Linked DNA regions of Sus scrofa: region 2 is linked to region 1. Evidence: chromatin contacts called from public Hi-C data. All regions are on one chromosome and are shown on one strand. The core of a region is the stretch at or near the end of the contact, and the rest is flanking DNA. Distances in the headings are between cores, read along the strand shown.

Region 1 (7,897 bases), core at 3,234-5,733:
TCTCCAAAGCATCCCTAGGCTCATAGACTCACTCACTCACTCACTCAAACACCCTCTTAGGGACAGTAACTTATAGGGGACAGCATCTGGCACTGGGGAATGAGCCTGCACAGGGGACGAATAAACACACCACAAGCATTCCTGGCTCTGTAGAGACTAACCTTCCCCCACCCTGCCTCCTTCCCATCCTCCTCTGCCAAGGCTCCAAAGGCCAGGACTCTGACCTCATCATCTCCCCCTGCGCTCTAGGTCCCGGATCCTGAGCTAACCCCACCCCACCAACACTGCTGGTACCACTAGACTCCCAGTGTGGACCCAAGCAGGTACCTTGCAGCCTCCTCAGCCCCTGGTCAGCCTGTCTCCCTGACAGAGTCAGGCCTCAGGCTGTGCTGCCCTGCCTTTGGTGAGCCCCATCTCCGGAGACATAGGGACAAGAGCAGGGAACAGGAGGCCTCTGGAGACCAAAGTAAACTTGGAGATGAGGGAATCCACAAAGGCAGGAGCATCCAGAGCCCCTGGTTTATGGGCCTGGGCCCCAGCAGCCTGCCTGCCTGCCTACCTTGACATAGATGATAGGGATGGTCAACTTGGCCTTGGTAAAATGGCGGGCCACCCGGTACACTGTCTCAGGCACATACTCCAGCACCAGATTTAGGTAAAGCTCATCCTTCTGCAGAGAGCAAAGGAGAGGTGTAAGGCATTGTGAGAAAAGAGCAAGGAAGGGGGAGGGAAGGTTTGTGAGGAATAACGGGACGAGGGACTGGCAGTCATAAGAAAGGCAGGAGGACAAAGGAGTCGAGTCATGTCACAGTGGAGAACGCCCCCATGCACTGAGGTCTCACCTTCTCCCCACTGGAGTAGAAAAAGTATCTCAGCCTCACAATATTGCAGTGGTCCAGCTTACGCATAATCTGCAGCTCTCGGTTCTTGGGGGCAAAGGAAGAGAGCCTCAGAAAACAGTCAACTCTCCCTGCCTCCCATCACCACAGCACTACTCCCCCATTCCTGCCGAAAAAGCCAAACAGCTGTTCCCTGTGTCCCAGCTCCAAGGCCCCCTGGGGCAGCCCCTAATTCCTCACCCCCAACCCACTCCCCTCACACACAGGCTGGAGGCCTGTGGGCTGAACTCAGACCACTGATACATGCTTTCTGCAACCTACTTTTTTTGCTGAGATTCAGAAATCAAATGGCTCCACGTATAAATCTAAGTTTTCTAGCTTCTCTTGAAAAGTCCTATGATACAGCCACACGAGGCCCACCTCCCTGGTGGCACAAGCCACAACAGACAGGAATTGGCCATCCAGTTCACGCCCATCCCCACTGCTTTTTCTGGATGCATCTGGGCCCTTGGACCCTGGTTTGGATGTTGGATGCTGAGCTCCAGATCCCAGGCTTCCAATGCTCATCGTCCCAAAGGGGATCTGGCCTCAGCCTCTTCCCAGAGGACCCAGTCTCAGCATCCATCCATACTCTGCTTCCCTCTAGGGCCTCAGAGCTCCTCGTCATTAGATTCCGTTCACTGCTGGGACTCAACTGTAATCAAATTCTGACCTGTGCCCTGGAGCTCCTTGTGCCCCTCAAAGTTTTCAATGTCCTGAGACCCAGGCCCTGACCTGGTTCTTTTCGGCCTAGGCTCAGTTCCCCTACATCCAGAATAGCCTAGGATCCCAAGGGCCTCTACCAGCTCACAGGACACCTCCGTATGAATGAGGAAAGGGTAACCCTTCCTCAGGGAAACAGAGCCCCACACACTCCCTACACTTGCCAAACCCTTGGAGCAGAGCTTGACCTTTGCAAACATGCTCACTGGCCGCACCAATTTCCTTTCTCCTCTGAGCAGGGTTGCTACTTAGTGGTTATGGTGAAGGGCTTGAGAATCAGATTCTAGTCTTGACCTTGGGCAATTCTCTTATCTAAGTCTTAGTTTCCAGTTTCTGCTTACTTAGAATGGGAATAACAACAGTACCTACCCTAAGAGGATCTTTGCCTAAGTTAAACTCGCCTACAAAGCACTCACACAGAATAAAATCCGAATAAAAAAGTCAGCTCTGGGCTGCCTGGAATCCACATTCCCATCTTCCACACTACTCAGGCCCTTCTCCTCTGGCCCTTGCTCAGATCCCCTGTGGAAGCCCAGGTCCAGCACTCTTGCTGGGGTTCTCTCACCAATCATATGAAGTCAAACCTCCTTGTCCCCATTCCCCCAAGCTACCTTGAACCTCTTGTCCTGGAGAACTTTCTTGATGGCCACCAGTTCCCTGGTGTCTGCCAACCGTGCCTGGTACACGACCCCAAATGAGCCATTGCCAATCACTTTGATGTCTGTGTAAGCCACCTCTTGGGAGCGCTCTGGGCCTTGGCCTAGAGTGGCTACCACTGTGGTCACCTTCCCGCTGTCACCTGGGGGAACAAAGGGAACACAGTTCTGCTGACCTTCCTCCTCTGGCCACTACCCTATCCTGGGGCTGTGGGAGGGAGGGGAATCTCTACAGAAAGCTCACTGGGGGTTCTTTGTCCCTTCCCCATCTTCAAAGATGGCTATTGGTTGCCTCCCAGGGCCCTTTCCCCTGTTCCCTTCATGGAACCCTAAATCCTGACTCTTCCCATTTGGGAAGATACACACATAAAACCTCTTGCTTTTCAAGAGTTGATAACCCTTAATTTCCACTTCTAGTGAGCAGCCTATCACTGGTCCCTCTTGATGTGAGGAGGCACCGACACTCCCAGATGTTGAATCCTTCCACTGTGAGCTAACTGCCCTGGTCCCTTCTCACTGCGGAAAGCCTTGACCTGACTTCTGTTTGAGAGCAGTAACTCCGAGGTACTTCAACTTGAGAAAAGCACTAAGCTTTCTCACAACTCGGGGGAACAGTGACCTTCAAGTCCTCTCTGAGTGGAGCTCTTAACTTCACCACTGGTTTCTGGTGACAGAAATGAATGAGTCCTCCCATAAGGAGTGCTAGTGTCTTGACTCTCACTTTTTGGGGATAATTCGCTCTTACCAAGATACTCTGGGGCTAGAAAAAGGCACTGGCCTGAACTCATTGGTGACCTGTGGTCCAGAGCCCCAGACCCCATTCTGTATGTGAATGATCCCTAATGGATAAGTACTAAATAGGGAGAATGGTAAACCTGATTTCTTAACAGGGGTTATCCCAGCCTCAGTCCATTGAAAGAAAGCTGTAATTTCCAATTCCATTCTCTGAATGGCAGCAAAATTTGGTGGCAATCTTGGGGGAGAGTGACCCTTTTTCTTTGAGAAATTGAAAGGTTCTCCAAAGAAAAGAGATAAATGATGAATCAAATCCATTTTGAGGGGCCAGTGACACCATCTTTTGGAGGGAGATGATCCTACATAACTATTTTTCCAGTGGCAATGACACCGTATCTCAGAATAATGAAATGGGTATAAGCTCACATCCCTATTCTATGGGAACTGCGACCCTCCCCTGCCCCATTTCTCTGTGTGTGTGTGTGAAAGAAGATCCACTAAGCCATCTTTTTTGAATATTAGTGACTATGGACTTAGTCTGAAGGGTATGCTGACTTCCAGTCTGTCCTAAAGAAGCAGCAATCATTAATTTCCACCATTGGGGATACAGTTCTACATGTTATGGACAGGTAATGATTCTAGGCCTAGTGTTTTAAAACAGAAGGTAAATGGGTACCAGGTTTGGAAAGCCCTGGCCCTGTTCTCTGGGGACACAGCAAACCGAAATCCCTGCTTCTGAGTGATACTCACTCCAAATCCCCACATTCTAAAGGAGAGCAAATTCATATTTCCCCCGTCCAGGTAGTGGTAATCTTATTCTTGTTCTCTTGGGGAACAATAACCCTTGAGCCCCATTTGCAAGAGACAGTGACCCCTGATCTTGTTCTCTGATAGATGGCAACATCAGAGCCCTGTTTTTAAGGCTCAAGGACCCAAGACTTCGGTACTAGAAGAACAGGAGTCTGTGAGCCCTGTCTCTTAGAAGATTACTAATTCTAATTCTAAACTCTTAAGTGATGGTAACCCCCCAAATCCCTTTTTCTGGGAGGGGGAGAGCTCAGATCCCAGTTTGGGGAGGGAGAGTGACCTCGAGCTCCTCTTTCAGCCTAGAGAAGAACCTGATCGACGTCTGAGTGGCTTCGGGGACCCCAACCTCCACCCGCTACGGGCGTCGCTAGTACTCACGGCCCAGCTTCACTCCGGGCGGCGGGAAGCTGGTGCCGGCGCCCGGGCCGCCGCTGCCTCCTCCGCCGCTGCCGCTGGGGCCACCCCCGGAGCTCGAGGCCCCCACGCCCCCGCCCATGGCTCCGACAGACGGCTTCCCGCCGCCGCTGCCGCCTGGGCCGGAGGCCGAGCCCCCGGGGCCGCCGCCGCCGCCACCGCCTCCGCCGCCTGGCTCCGCGAACGAGCTGGTCCGCGCCCGGCCCGAGCCCCCAGGGCCGCCTCCTGAAGGCGCGCCACCGCTCATGGCGCCGAGCGCAGGCCCAGGCTGCGGGGCTCGGGCTGCCCGGGCTGCCCCCGCCGCTGCCGCTGCCGCCGCCTCCCCCGGGCTCCGGCCTCTTCCAGGCCGCGCCGCTCGGGCTCCGGCTCCGGCCCAGCGCCCGCCGCGGGGCACGCCGGGAGATGCAGTCCGCCTACCCTGCGCGCCGCCGTCGCCTCTCTCGGCCCTCACAGAGTGCCGCGTGGCACGCCGGGAAATGGAGTCTGCAAAGACCTCAGAGTAGACCGCGGGGATGATGAGCTGCACGTCGGGAATTGGAGTTCTGGGCAGTAAGTTGGCCGACTGTGCTGACAGCTGACTCTGAAGCACTTTCGGAAGCTGGGTCAGAGTCTCACACTCACTCCACCGCAACAACCTGTGTGTGCCTTAGGAACATAGTCGCAGTGCCTCCATCAGTGAGCCGTATAGGCCTGATGCACTCCGGGAAACGGAGTTCAGTCGCTGCCTTAGTCTATTGGCTGTATGCCCACAGGCGCCAGGTGCACTCTGGGAAACTGAGTCGGAGACCAGGGACCCGAAACTATCCAGCGTCAAGGCCAGCTGGGAAATGGAGTTGTCGCCACGCCCTCACCGCATTGCAGGTGTAAAGCTACTTCCAAAGAACGCCGGGAAATGGAGTCCTCTGTGATTTCCCCTAAGCCTCAAGCGAATACTGCAGTTCCGGAGATAGGATAGGAAATGGAGTAAGTACAGCATTCCTCCTCCCTCATACGCTAGGCCGCAGCCCCTGCTGGGAAATGTAGTCAACACCAACGCTTCAGCGTAGTTGCCACAGCGAGCCTTTGTGGCTTCTGGGAAATGTAGTTCAAGGCAGCCTTCCCATTGACTGAGGGGAAGGGATCTATCATGATCCAGAAGCGGGCTGAGGGAAAGGCCAGACCGCATCCTGACCCTTTATGAGGCGAAAGTGCAGAGGCTTGCCGGGAGGTGTAGTCTAATTGGTAACTTTGAGAGAGCGCGAGCGAAAGGTGAAAGAACGGCAGTCGACTGGGTGTAACTGAAGAAAGTTTCAGCGCATCCTGCCCCGCCCCCAGGTCCCTCAAAAAAGCCGTAGGTGACCAGGCGGTGGTGGAAAATGGAGTCCTAACACTCCAAAATCCAAGTTTCCACAAATCCAGAAGGAAACCCTCTCCGCAAACGATTTAGGAAACAAAGTTTCTGCCGGCGTCTCAGGACAATACAGTCTTCGGATATTGTCTAGCTTTTTCTAGCAATGTGACTTACACCAGGAGACTGAGCGGAATGTTGAAAGAGGTGAAAATATAATTTGTTTGGAACCTCCCCCGCCCCATTCAGGTTTTTGCATCCTCACGCTTCCTAAATTACAGGATCCCGGAAGCCTCAAAAGAAGCCGGCTGCTAGGAGTAGCCTCGGGTTTTGGGCACTCATTATGTCGCCCCACTTATCAGTTTATACCCGGAAGGGCAGTAGTCCCAAACCGCGCTGGGAAACAGTTCATATGATGTGTGTGTGTGTGTGTGTGTGTGTGTGTGTGTGTGTGTGTGTGTGTCCCGGAAATACCTGGAACTGGAATGAAACTACCCTCAGCCCTCCTGCCTCGTGGAGTGATGGGAAATGGAGCCTATAGACCTCACTTTGATAGTGATCACACTAACTGGCCTGCCTTTCTGAAGATTGGCCCCTAGGTCTGTAGCCGACCGCAATTCCCAGCGGACAAAGACTCCCTTGAGGCAGAAGAGAAGGTAACACCAAAGCCTTTTTGAACTACATTAACCAGAAGGCAAAGCGAAGTCTCACTTCCGCTCCCTTCTCAATGAATGTGGCTGCGTCTTCCACAGCCCGGAGCGAGTACTTCTGGGAATTGCAGTAATTTTTCAGGCAAACAGGGCCTGCTGCCCTCTGACGTCGGCTGGGAGTCCAAAAGCAAAAATCTGAGTCAAGCCCAAAGCCTGGAGAGTCCTAAACTGAACCAAGAAGGCGGGCAAGGGCCGGAAAGCCGGGCGGGATAGCGGCGGTTACTTAACTGCCAGAACCAGTGGGACATGCGCAGTGGGCTGCGCGCGTGGGCAACCGCCAGAGGGAATTGCGGGGTCTGTGGGAATCAGGTGTCAGTCATTACCTGGATGTCTGCACGGGCTGAGAATGCTCGTTGAGGTTCCAGAGCGGACTGTGACTGGCTAAGAGGGGCCTATTGGTGTCTGGAGGCGCTAAGGGCATACGTGAAGAGGTGAAGTGGTTTCACTAGAGACAAGTGAAGTCTGAGAGGACTTGGGGTGTCTAAAAGGTCTGTGCGAGACTGTGAGAAGCTACTAGTGACAGAGGAGATCTGAGGGTGAAGAGGTGAAGGGTGATTGAGAAGCATCAAAAAAGAGCTTTGGGGGACTGTGACAGTGCTAGGTATTACAGACACGAAGAGGTTCTCTGATGGGGTGAATTAATTGATGCAGTGTCATTAGATCTATAAATGGCTTTATACTAGGTATCGGAGATCCCAGGGGATGTGGAAGGCAATAGGGTGTGGTCTTGCAGAAGTTGATTTGGGTGGGTTATTAGAGGAGCCACTGGAGTTTTGAAGACCAGATGCCACCTGTGACATCCTCCTCAGCCAGAATTTGGGGCAACAAGTCTGCCTGGGCTGTGGTCTGACCTGGAGAGCAGTTCTGGAGCTGACCACTTTTGAATCCATGTTAGACCCAGTTTTGAGGTGCTTTGAAGACACTGGAATCAGGGAATGAGACTACTAGTCAGGGTCCTCCCTCCTCCTTCAGTGATGACATCCCCTTTCTCCATCACACCACCACCACCAACTCAGCTGCATCTTCGTTGCCAGGAAACATGGCTCATCCCAACTTCCAGAAATAGCCGTGGCCCCCACCCCAGGGAGTGACTTACATCACCCAGGAGAGGGAGCAGTTGCCCGCAGGCTACCACTCGAGCCTCAGTTTCCTGTCAGTACCCCAGCGGTGGAGCCTCTCTTCACTGCCAAAGGGCATCATTTGGGACCACCCACCCTGGGCTGGCATGAAATGAGGAGGAATGTGGGTAGTTGCCAGTTCCTTCTCCCTCAGAGCTACACGGGGGTGGAATTTCATGGATTAAACCCCTCCAACAGGCCCTGAGCCCTCAATTCTTTGTGGCCCTGGGGAAACTTTTCCCTCTCTGCCCTCCTGTACCTCTCTAAGGGGACCTCTAGCTAGCTTGGATTCCTCCTGATTCTTTCATCTGATTCAAGCTCTCCAACTTGGGCTTCTAGTTTTATGAGCTCAGCTCTCTGATCCCATGATCTTGAGATCCTGGTCTAAATCCAACCGTTTTGGCTTTAGGAGACCTCAGGAGTTGTTGAAAGAACATTTCAGAGACAGATTTCAAGTCCCGGCTGGGTTTACGGCCTTGGGCAAGTCATTTAAGAGAGCTGCTTGCCCCTACCTTGCTGGATGCTGGAG
Region 2 (7,897 bases), core at 3,616-6,115, 71 kb after region 1:
GAACCTGTCCTTGCCTTCCCCAGCTCCTCAGAAATGGCTGTCCCCCAGCTCAGTCCCTCCCCAGGGAGGCAGATGGGCTTTCAAGTTAGGTAGCTGTCACCAGAGCCTGCAACTTCCTGGAAAAAAATTACTTTCCCAAAGTGAAAAAAAAAAAAAAAAAAGAGTGTCTCAGGTGGCTTACCCATAAAGAAAGATTGTCAAGGGTATCTTCAAACCCCACAGAGGTTTATCTCGAGCATGCACAGTGCCACATGTGAGGGCTTCGAGTCTGGCACATAGCAAGTGTCCAATTAAAGCTAGTTGTAATTTTTTTCATTCAACGTAACATAGCAGTGAAGTAGGTAGAACCTAGGCCAGATTGCTTGGGTTTAGATCCCATTTCTAAACCTTACACAAGTCAATTAAATTCTCTCTGCCTCAGTTTTCTCACCTGTTTAATGGGGATGGAAGTTGCACCTGTGTCATAGAGTCACTATGAGATTTAGATAAGTGTTTATATGTGAAATGGCTTAGAAACAGGTCTGGCAAGCAGTTAAGCCCTTAATTGTTATTATCATATGTTAATTCATTCATCAAACATCTGTTGATTTCCTGTCAGGTGCCAGGATTTCCCGTAGGGTAGAACCTAGTTGAGTTCAACCTATTTCTTGCCCCCTCCAAATTTCCCAGGCCAGTGGGATTCCTGTCTCCTTTTAACCTCCAGCTTCTGAAGGTCATACCTAGCTTCCCTCCAGTTTGGGATCCATTTGGTGTCTGTGTGTGTGCACAGGAAGGGATTTGGGGCCATAGGGTGGGGAGGAAGGCAGGGACAGTGTCTCTAACAACCTAATACTTCCTCTTCAGGTTCTTTGCAGTTCCAGTCATGGCCCTGATTGCCAACTTTGGGATCCCAAAGTGGGCCCGGGAGAAGATCGTCAATGGCATTCAGCTGGGGATCCATTTGTATGCCCATGGCGTGTTCCTGGTGAGGCTGGGCATCCAGGTGGGGGTGGAAAACACATGAGGATCCCCACCCCTGAGCTGCCTAAACCTTCTATCCTGAGCTCTTGGTCCATTTCCTTCAGTTCATCCCTTTAGTCATTCAACAGACACTTACTGAGAGCCTGCTGGGTTCCCGCAAGCTATTCCACCATATGCCCCAGCGTTGACTCTCTTCTATTTCTCTCTCCCACTTTTGTGTCCTGGCCTCTTCCCCAACCCCACCCTCTTTCTTCACCACTCCTATTCCTGACCCCGAGTCCCCAGGCTCTTACTTTTCCCTCTGGTATTCCCACTGCCTTCCCTAAGCCCCTTGGTTTCTATTCCTCTGCTCCCCTGCCCCATGTTCTCCTATCTCTGCTGCTCCATCACAGGAAGAAGAAGCTGGGGTGGGTCAGGCTGGGGCTCTAGGGGCCCAGATCTGAATCGCAGCAGGGAGTACCCTTCTTTGCCCTGATTTACATTCTGTCTGGCCTTCTGGGTGACAGTTCTGTTCATTCATTGATCCATCTATCCATCCAGCCATTAGCCATTCAGTGGGTACCTGTCTCAAACCAGCCTTTATGTCATGCTGGGAACACCCATATGCATTTATTTCTGTCCTCTTGTTTAATTGGCAGAGCAACCCCAGGGCAGGATGGATAACAGTCATTGAAACCATTATACAGAGAAGGGAAACTAAGGCCCAGAAAGGGGGTGACCTGACAGGGTTCCATGGCCTTTGGTGGCAAGGAGGGTGGGGGGTATGTGGGAACTTTGAACTCAGTCTTCTAATGGACCAAAGACCTGGCATAAGAGGGAGTCAGACAGGGAAACAGGCTTTGCTGAGGGCCCCAGCTCCTGACTCTTGAAAGGTCTACCACGTACTCTTTGTACAGATATACTCAGCCACTGGGGGATGGGGCCAGGTCTCCCATGTTCTCCTCTAGAACCTGACTTAGATACAGACTCACCTTCCTGGGACAGTCCCTCTTGAGGCTCTGCAGGAAGTCAGAAAGGGATAGAGAGAGGAGAAATGCTGAGAACCCACCACGTGCCAGGTTTTGCACCAGCGGTTTTCATTTCCGCCCTCTTTTCATCTTTCCAGGGTGGCACTGCAACCCCTTTTCTGCAGTGAGGCTCAGGGAGTTTAATCAACGTGCCCCAGATCCCATACTCAGTGAGCTGTGGGGCTGGGGGGTGGGGTGCAGGCTCAGAACACCAGTGCAGTGCCCTTTCTGCTATACTTCACCTTCAGCCGGTTTCCATCCTAAAAATGCTCACGTTAGCACAGCTCCACCTCTGGGATTCCACCACTCTTTGGTTTTAGCTCCTTGTTCACTTATTCAGCAATAACCTTAGAGGGGCCGTGCTGGGCTCCTGTGTGCAGTGCTAGGATCACATCCAGTCCCTGCCCTGTTGCCCGCCAGACTAATTGGGGAGACGTCTCCACATTCAACCAGTATTTTATTAAGAGCTTATATATGCCAGGCACTGTTCTAGAAGGTACTGGGGGTTCAGCAGGGAACAGAAGAGTCAAGTTCCATGCCCTCATGGAACTAACATTCTAGAGTCTGTCAGTTGCTGTCCAATTGAACGCTTTGTGTGTATGAAAATATTCTACAATCTGTGCTGTCTCATACAATAGTTACTAACCACACGTGGCTCTTAAGCACTTAATTGTAGTTAGTGTGACTGAGAAATCAAATTTTTAGTTTATTTTTGATTATTTTAAATTTAAATAGCCACATATAATAGTAGCTATCATATTGGACAGCGTAGATTGCTGATGCTTAACCAGTCAGGGATATCTCAGGGCTCTGATGGAGGAAGCACCCACAGAGTAATGAGCTGTGATGGACCAGGCAGGTTAGAACCCAGGGCACTGTGAGAGCCCAGAGGAGGGGCCTAATCCAGCTGACGGGCAGGGACGCGGGGTATGGTGTACATCAAGTGAAGGGGAATCCTTAGGGCCCCATGTTTAGGGAGGCAGCACTAGGCCTGGATAGCCCTTCTCCAAACTCCGCCTGCCCTTGGCCCCAGATCATGACACGCCCTTCGGCGGCCAACAAGAACTTCCCGTACCACGTGCGCACGTCGCAGATCGCCTCAGCCGGAGCCCCGGGCCCGGGAGGGAGCCAATCAGCAGACAAGGCCTTCCCGCAGCACGTCTATGGGAACGTGACGTTCATCAGCGACTCGGTGCCCAACTTCACGGAGCTCTTCTCCATCCCCCCGCCCGCCTCCTCTGTAAGCCCCGCGCCCCCGGCGCCCGAGGAGCTGCTGGCGCCGCCCCTGGAGTACCTGACCCCGCTCCCGGCCCCTCCACCACCCTCCATACCCCGGCGCCTGAGCCCACCCCCTGCTTTTCGCACCCCCCGCGCCCCAACGCCGCGCCGCGACCGTTCCCCGGCGCCTGCGCCCACCCTGCCGGACTGGGTCCTGGCGCTGTTGCGCACGCCCCCTCAGACGCCCCGCGCGGTGCCCCCGCCGCCGGCCTTCCGCGGTTCTCCCTACCCTCCCCGGCCGCCGCCGGAGTTCGCCCACCGCACCCCGACGCCGCCCCTTGAGTACCTGGCCCCCCTGCCCAGGCGCCCCTGACTAACACCTGTGCTCACACCTTGGGGGGGGGTCATCCAGAGGGAGGGGGGCGGGCCTTCGGGGCCGCATCTGCCCCCCGTGGGTCCTGGACGGCCTCTGACCCTGACCCCCCTCCCAGGCCGGGAAGCAGGTGGAGGAGACAGCGGTGGCGGCGGCGGCCCCGAGGGGCCGCGTGGTGACAATGGCCGAGCCGGGCGCGGCCTCCCCGCCCCCTCCCTCTCGGTTCCCCAAGGCGGTCGACCCGATCTGGGATGGCCCGACGCCGCCCTACCAGCCGCTCGTGCCTCAGACAGCGGCGCCGCACACTGGCTTCACCGAATACTTCAGCATGCACACGGCCGGGGGCAATGCACCCCCGGTCTGAGCACCCCTGCCCTCCCCTGCCCAATGGGCCGCGCGCCGGGCCCAGGCCGGGCTCCAGATCCCCACTCTATCCCGGCCCCAGGGCTCTGCCATCCAGGCCATCCCAAACCTCCCCACCCAACGCGCCCATGTGCGTAATATCCTCCCACCCCTTCCCCGACTCTTGTGCCAAACGGTCCCGCGGGAGCCGCTCTCCCCGTCCCCTCCCTTAGCCCCTGCCCCGAGCGGCACCGGATTCTGGGCTCCCGCTGTTCCGTGACCTCCGGCCCCCGGGCCCCCTACGAGACCTCTGACCCTGCTGGACCCCAGAACGATCCAGGGATCCTGCCTGTGATTCTCCAGGACTCCACGACCCCAAGCCACTGCTCCCAGGACGGATATTGTGAAGCTAGTCTCCATCTCTGTGACCTTGGACCCCTACTCTTTCCACCCTATCTCCATCCCAGAGGCCCTCCCTCAGGTCCCTGGCAGAAAGACTTTTTCCCCTTCTTGCCAAAATAAAGAAGATTCTTTGTTTTTATCTATATGATGGCCTCTTTTACATTTTGATAGTGCTCAGAGACAGGGCTGAGCAAGAACTGTTTCAGGCTCAGGACCTCAGTGTGCCCATCTGAGAAATGGTATTTTAGGATGGGCTTGCATAACATGACCTTTTGTTGCCCTAGAATCTGGGAGCACTGAAGATATGAATCATCAACTAGCAGAGTCCTCTCTCTTACGTTTGGCTTATTTTTACCTTTTCTTCCCGAGTCAGAGGTAGATGCGCCCCCCAGTGGCGGATGCTTCACTCAGCTACCTGCGACAAGAGTTCGGGTTACGATTTCAGCACTGCGCATGTATAAGTCTCACTTTCCGTCGGCCAAGTAGGTCATTGCTGCGCATGCGTCTAGGAACAAATGGGCGGGGAAGTTTCCGGAAGTCTCCCTTTGTGGAGGGGTGGGGTTGGGGGCACCGCAGTCCTCCCAGGGCCGCTCTGACCTGCTTCTCGGCGACTTCTCGCCTCCTCTTCGTTCTCTCTCCCACAGCGGCCTCTCGGGCCCCGCCCCCTCGCCCTCTTAGCGGGTCTTCCCGCGGCCGCTCTGGCCCGAGCGTCCCCTCGTCTCTCTGACCTGACTCATCCGGCTTCGAAGGGAGGCGCGGGTGGGTGAGCAAGGGAGTTTGTCTATGGGGTCCAGGCCTGAGCCCCTGAAGACCGGCTCGGCTCCGGGCACCCGCTCGCGCCCCGTCCCTGGCTGGAGGGGTCTTTTCTGGACCATTTGGGCCAGGCCTGGCCCGGCCTGCACACTTTACGTAGGCCTCTGCCAGGCTGTAGAGCCCATCGCCCCCTGGGGACCCACCGGGCTCTAAGGTCCGTTTCGGCTTGCAGCGGCCCGCGACTGTAACTGCAGGACACCATTTATGGGGTTAGCCAGTCTATGGGGGCCCGTGTCTATAAGGGACTCCCAAGGTCCCTAGGGGTCTGCCAGGTCTATTACGACCTCACTGACAGGGTTTTCCATGGGTCTATAGGGCCCAGCCCTCGGCATTCAGAGCCGGTCAGCAGCGGCGGTTCCCTTCGCGGGGACAGCGACTTCTGGACCTCCCTGGTCTACAAGGCAATGTACCATCTATAGAGGTCGCATTTTCAGGGCCTCAAGCCGGGTGGAGGGCCCTCTCCAGGTCTTCACCACGCATCCCGTCTGTAAGGGTCAGTGCTGGAGGGAGGAGGCGATGGCCCTGGGCCGGGCTCTGGCGGCTGCGCTGGCTCTATCTTTGGCCGCGCTGGGGCCACTGTTCCTTGGGGCCCAGGCAGGGGACTGCAAGGGGCAGCGGCAAGTGCTGCGGGAGGCTCCAGGCTTCGTGACAGATGGTGCGGGCAACTACAGCGTCAATGGCAATTGCGAGTGGCTCATCGAGGGTGAGTGGGGCCGAGTGGGTCACACACTCACTCATGCGCTAATTCGTTCATTTGTGCACTCGTTCATCCACTCCCCACGTTCCCAGAGCCCGGGTCTGGTCCAGCCCCTTTGCTCTGAAATGCAGCCAACCTGGGCCCTGCCCTGGAAGGCCTTGAAGTCTGGTGGGGGAGTTGCACTCAGATCCAGATGCCCAAGTCAGGAGCATCAGTGAGGGGTATTGTGAGTAACTAACTGTTAGAAACTCAGGCTCTGAGCCCAACCACCTGGCTTCATTGGAATTTGGGTTCTGCTTCTTAGTAGCTTTTTGAATTTGGGCAAACAGCTTTTTTTGTCTAAGGTTCGGCTTTCCCTCCCTGCAAGTGGGGCCAGTAATAGTACTCACCTCATAGGGCTGTTGGAATTAAAAAAGAACGGGTATTTACCGTGCCTGGCACAAACAGTAAATGCTCAATAAATAGTCTTAAGATTATGAATGTGGTTCTTTTTAAAGTACTTACAAGCATTTTTTTTTCCCAGTCATTCATGTGCCAGACATTGTCTTTGCCACTGGGATATAGCAAGAGACACAGCCCCAGCAATCCCTGATGACTTGGGGCTTGGAATCCAGTGGGAGAGACAAACACGCTAATAAACAGTGGCATGGAGGTCCCGTAGTGGTCAGCAGTTAACGACTGAGCATCCATGAGGACGCTGGTTCCATCCCTGGCCTTGCTCAGTGGGTTAAGATCCAGCGTTACTGTGAGCTGTGGTGTAAATTGCAGACGTGGCTTGGATGGTGCAGTGCTGTGGCTCTGGCATAGGCTGGTGGCTATAGCTCCGATTCAATCCCTAGCCTGAGGTTGAACAAAACAATGGCAGCCTGGAGTGGTTGGGGCTGTGATGGAGGAAACCCACAGTCTTGGGGGAGCCCAGAGAAGGTGTCTGACCTGTGGGGTGGGCGAGAGCAGAGAAGGCTTCTTGGAGTTGATGGGGAGCTGAGACCTAAGGGATCAGCCAGGAGGAGGAGAGATGTGCTCCAGGAAGAGGAAACAGCCTGTGCTAAGGCCCCATCCCTAACCTCGGGTTCCCAGTCCAGTGGGGGAAACAAGCACACCCCAGGGACTGGGTGGGAAGCCCAGAGATGACGTCAGACTTACTCTGGGCTATAGCTGAGGCCAGAGGCATGTGTAGGAGAGAGCAAAAGGGCATTTCAGGTGAGAGTAGCCCGTGCAAAGGCCTGGAAGCTGGAGGATATGCTGCTTTTGAGGAACTCAAAATCTATGCTAGAATACAGATCCAATGAGGCAGAGACTGGAGGGTTAGGAGGAACCAGACGGTGTAGGACCTGGTGATTTTTGAGCTGTGTCCTGAGGGCAATAAGGAGGCAAAAGAGAAATCCAAGACAGTGGCTGGAGAAGTCCAGGAGGGCTTCCCTTGGCAGCAGATGAGGAGCTGGCCTCCGAGAGATGTGGGAGTCCCCAGGAGGTCCTGGGTAAAGGCCAGAGGTGTGATGGCCCCGGATTGTGGGGCACCTCCCTTTGCAGGATGCGGAGCTTGGACTTTATCAGGGGGCACTGGGGCTCTATGGAAGGTTTTGAGCAGGGGAAGGATGTGCTCTAATTTATGTTTGTTTTTTTTTGTTTTGTTTTGTTTTTTTTTTGTCTTTTTGCTATTTCTTTGGGCTGCTCCCGCGGCATATGGAGGTTCCCAGGCTAGGGGTCGAATCGGAGCTGTAGCCACCAGCCTACACCAGAGCCACAGCAACGCGGGATCTGAGCCGCGTCTGCAACTACACCACAGCTCACAGCAACGCCGGATCGTTAACCCACTGAGCAAGGGAAGGGACCGAACCCGCCACCTCATGGTTCCTAGTCAGATTCGTTAACCACTGCACCACGACGGGAACTCCTAATTTATGTTTTAAATATTCTCTATGGCTGTTATGTGGGGTGTGGATGAAGCATGTTTCTTGGGGATGAGTGTATTTGTCCCCAGCTTGGGGGCCATTCCTCTTGGGGTTCAGAAGAGAATGGGAAATATGTGTATGTGTTAGGGGGTATCAGTCATTCTCCGGCCTTGGAGAGCTCCAGCCTGGTTGG

What was found. A called contact is a pair of places that touch in the nucleus more often than the background predicts.
Region 2: a contact with region 1 is called in a Hi-C map of skeletal muscle, with 7 times the contacts expected there. The contact joins the promoter of MEGF8 here to the promoter of GSK3A in region 1. A contact is called at or near these places in 1 of 5 promoter capture datasets (liver), 16 of 47 Hi-C or Micro-C datasets (alveolar macrophages, brain, embryonic fibroblasts and 9 more) and 2 of 2 datasets of contacts at active chromatin or transcription factors (alveolar macrophages and skeletal muscle).

The regions. Positions count from the first base shown.
Region 1 is chr6:49,686,956-49,694,852 of Sscrofa11.1, reverse strand. GSK3A (glycogen synthase kinase 3 alpha) reads right to left here and starts at 4,483. Exons shown (of 12, transcript NM_001315708.1): 1 at 4,178-4,483; 2 at 2,213-2,400; 3 at 843-926; 4 at 560-670. The coding sequence starts at 4,460.
Region 2 is chr6:49,616,088-49,623,984 of Sscrofa11.1, reverse strand. MEGF8 (multiple epidermal growth factor-like domains protein 8) reads left to right here and starts at 4,865. Exons shown (of 41, transcript XM_005655875.3): 1 at 4,865-5,818. The coding sequence starts at 5,632. TMEM145 (transmembrane protein 145) reads left to right here. Exons shown (of 15, transcript XM_021094427.1): 13 at 844-964; 14 at 3,001-3,207; 15 at 3,677-4,445. The coding sequence ends at 3,922.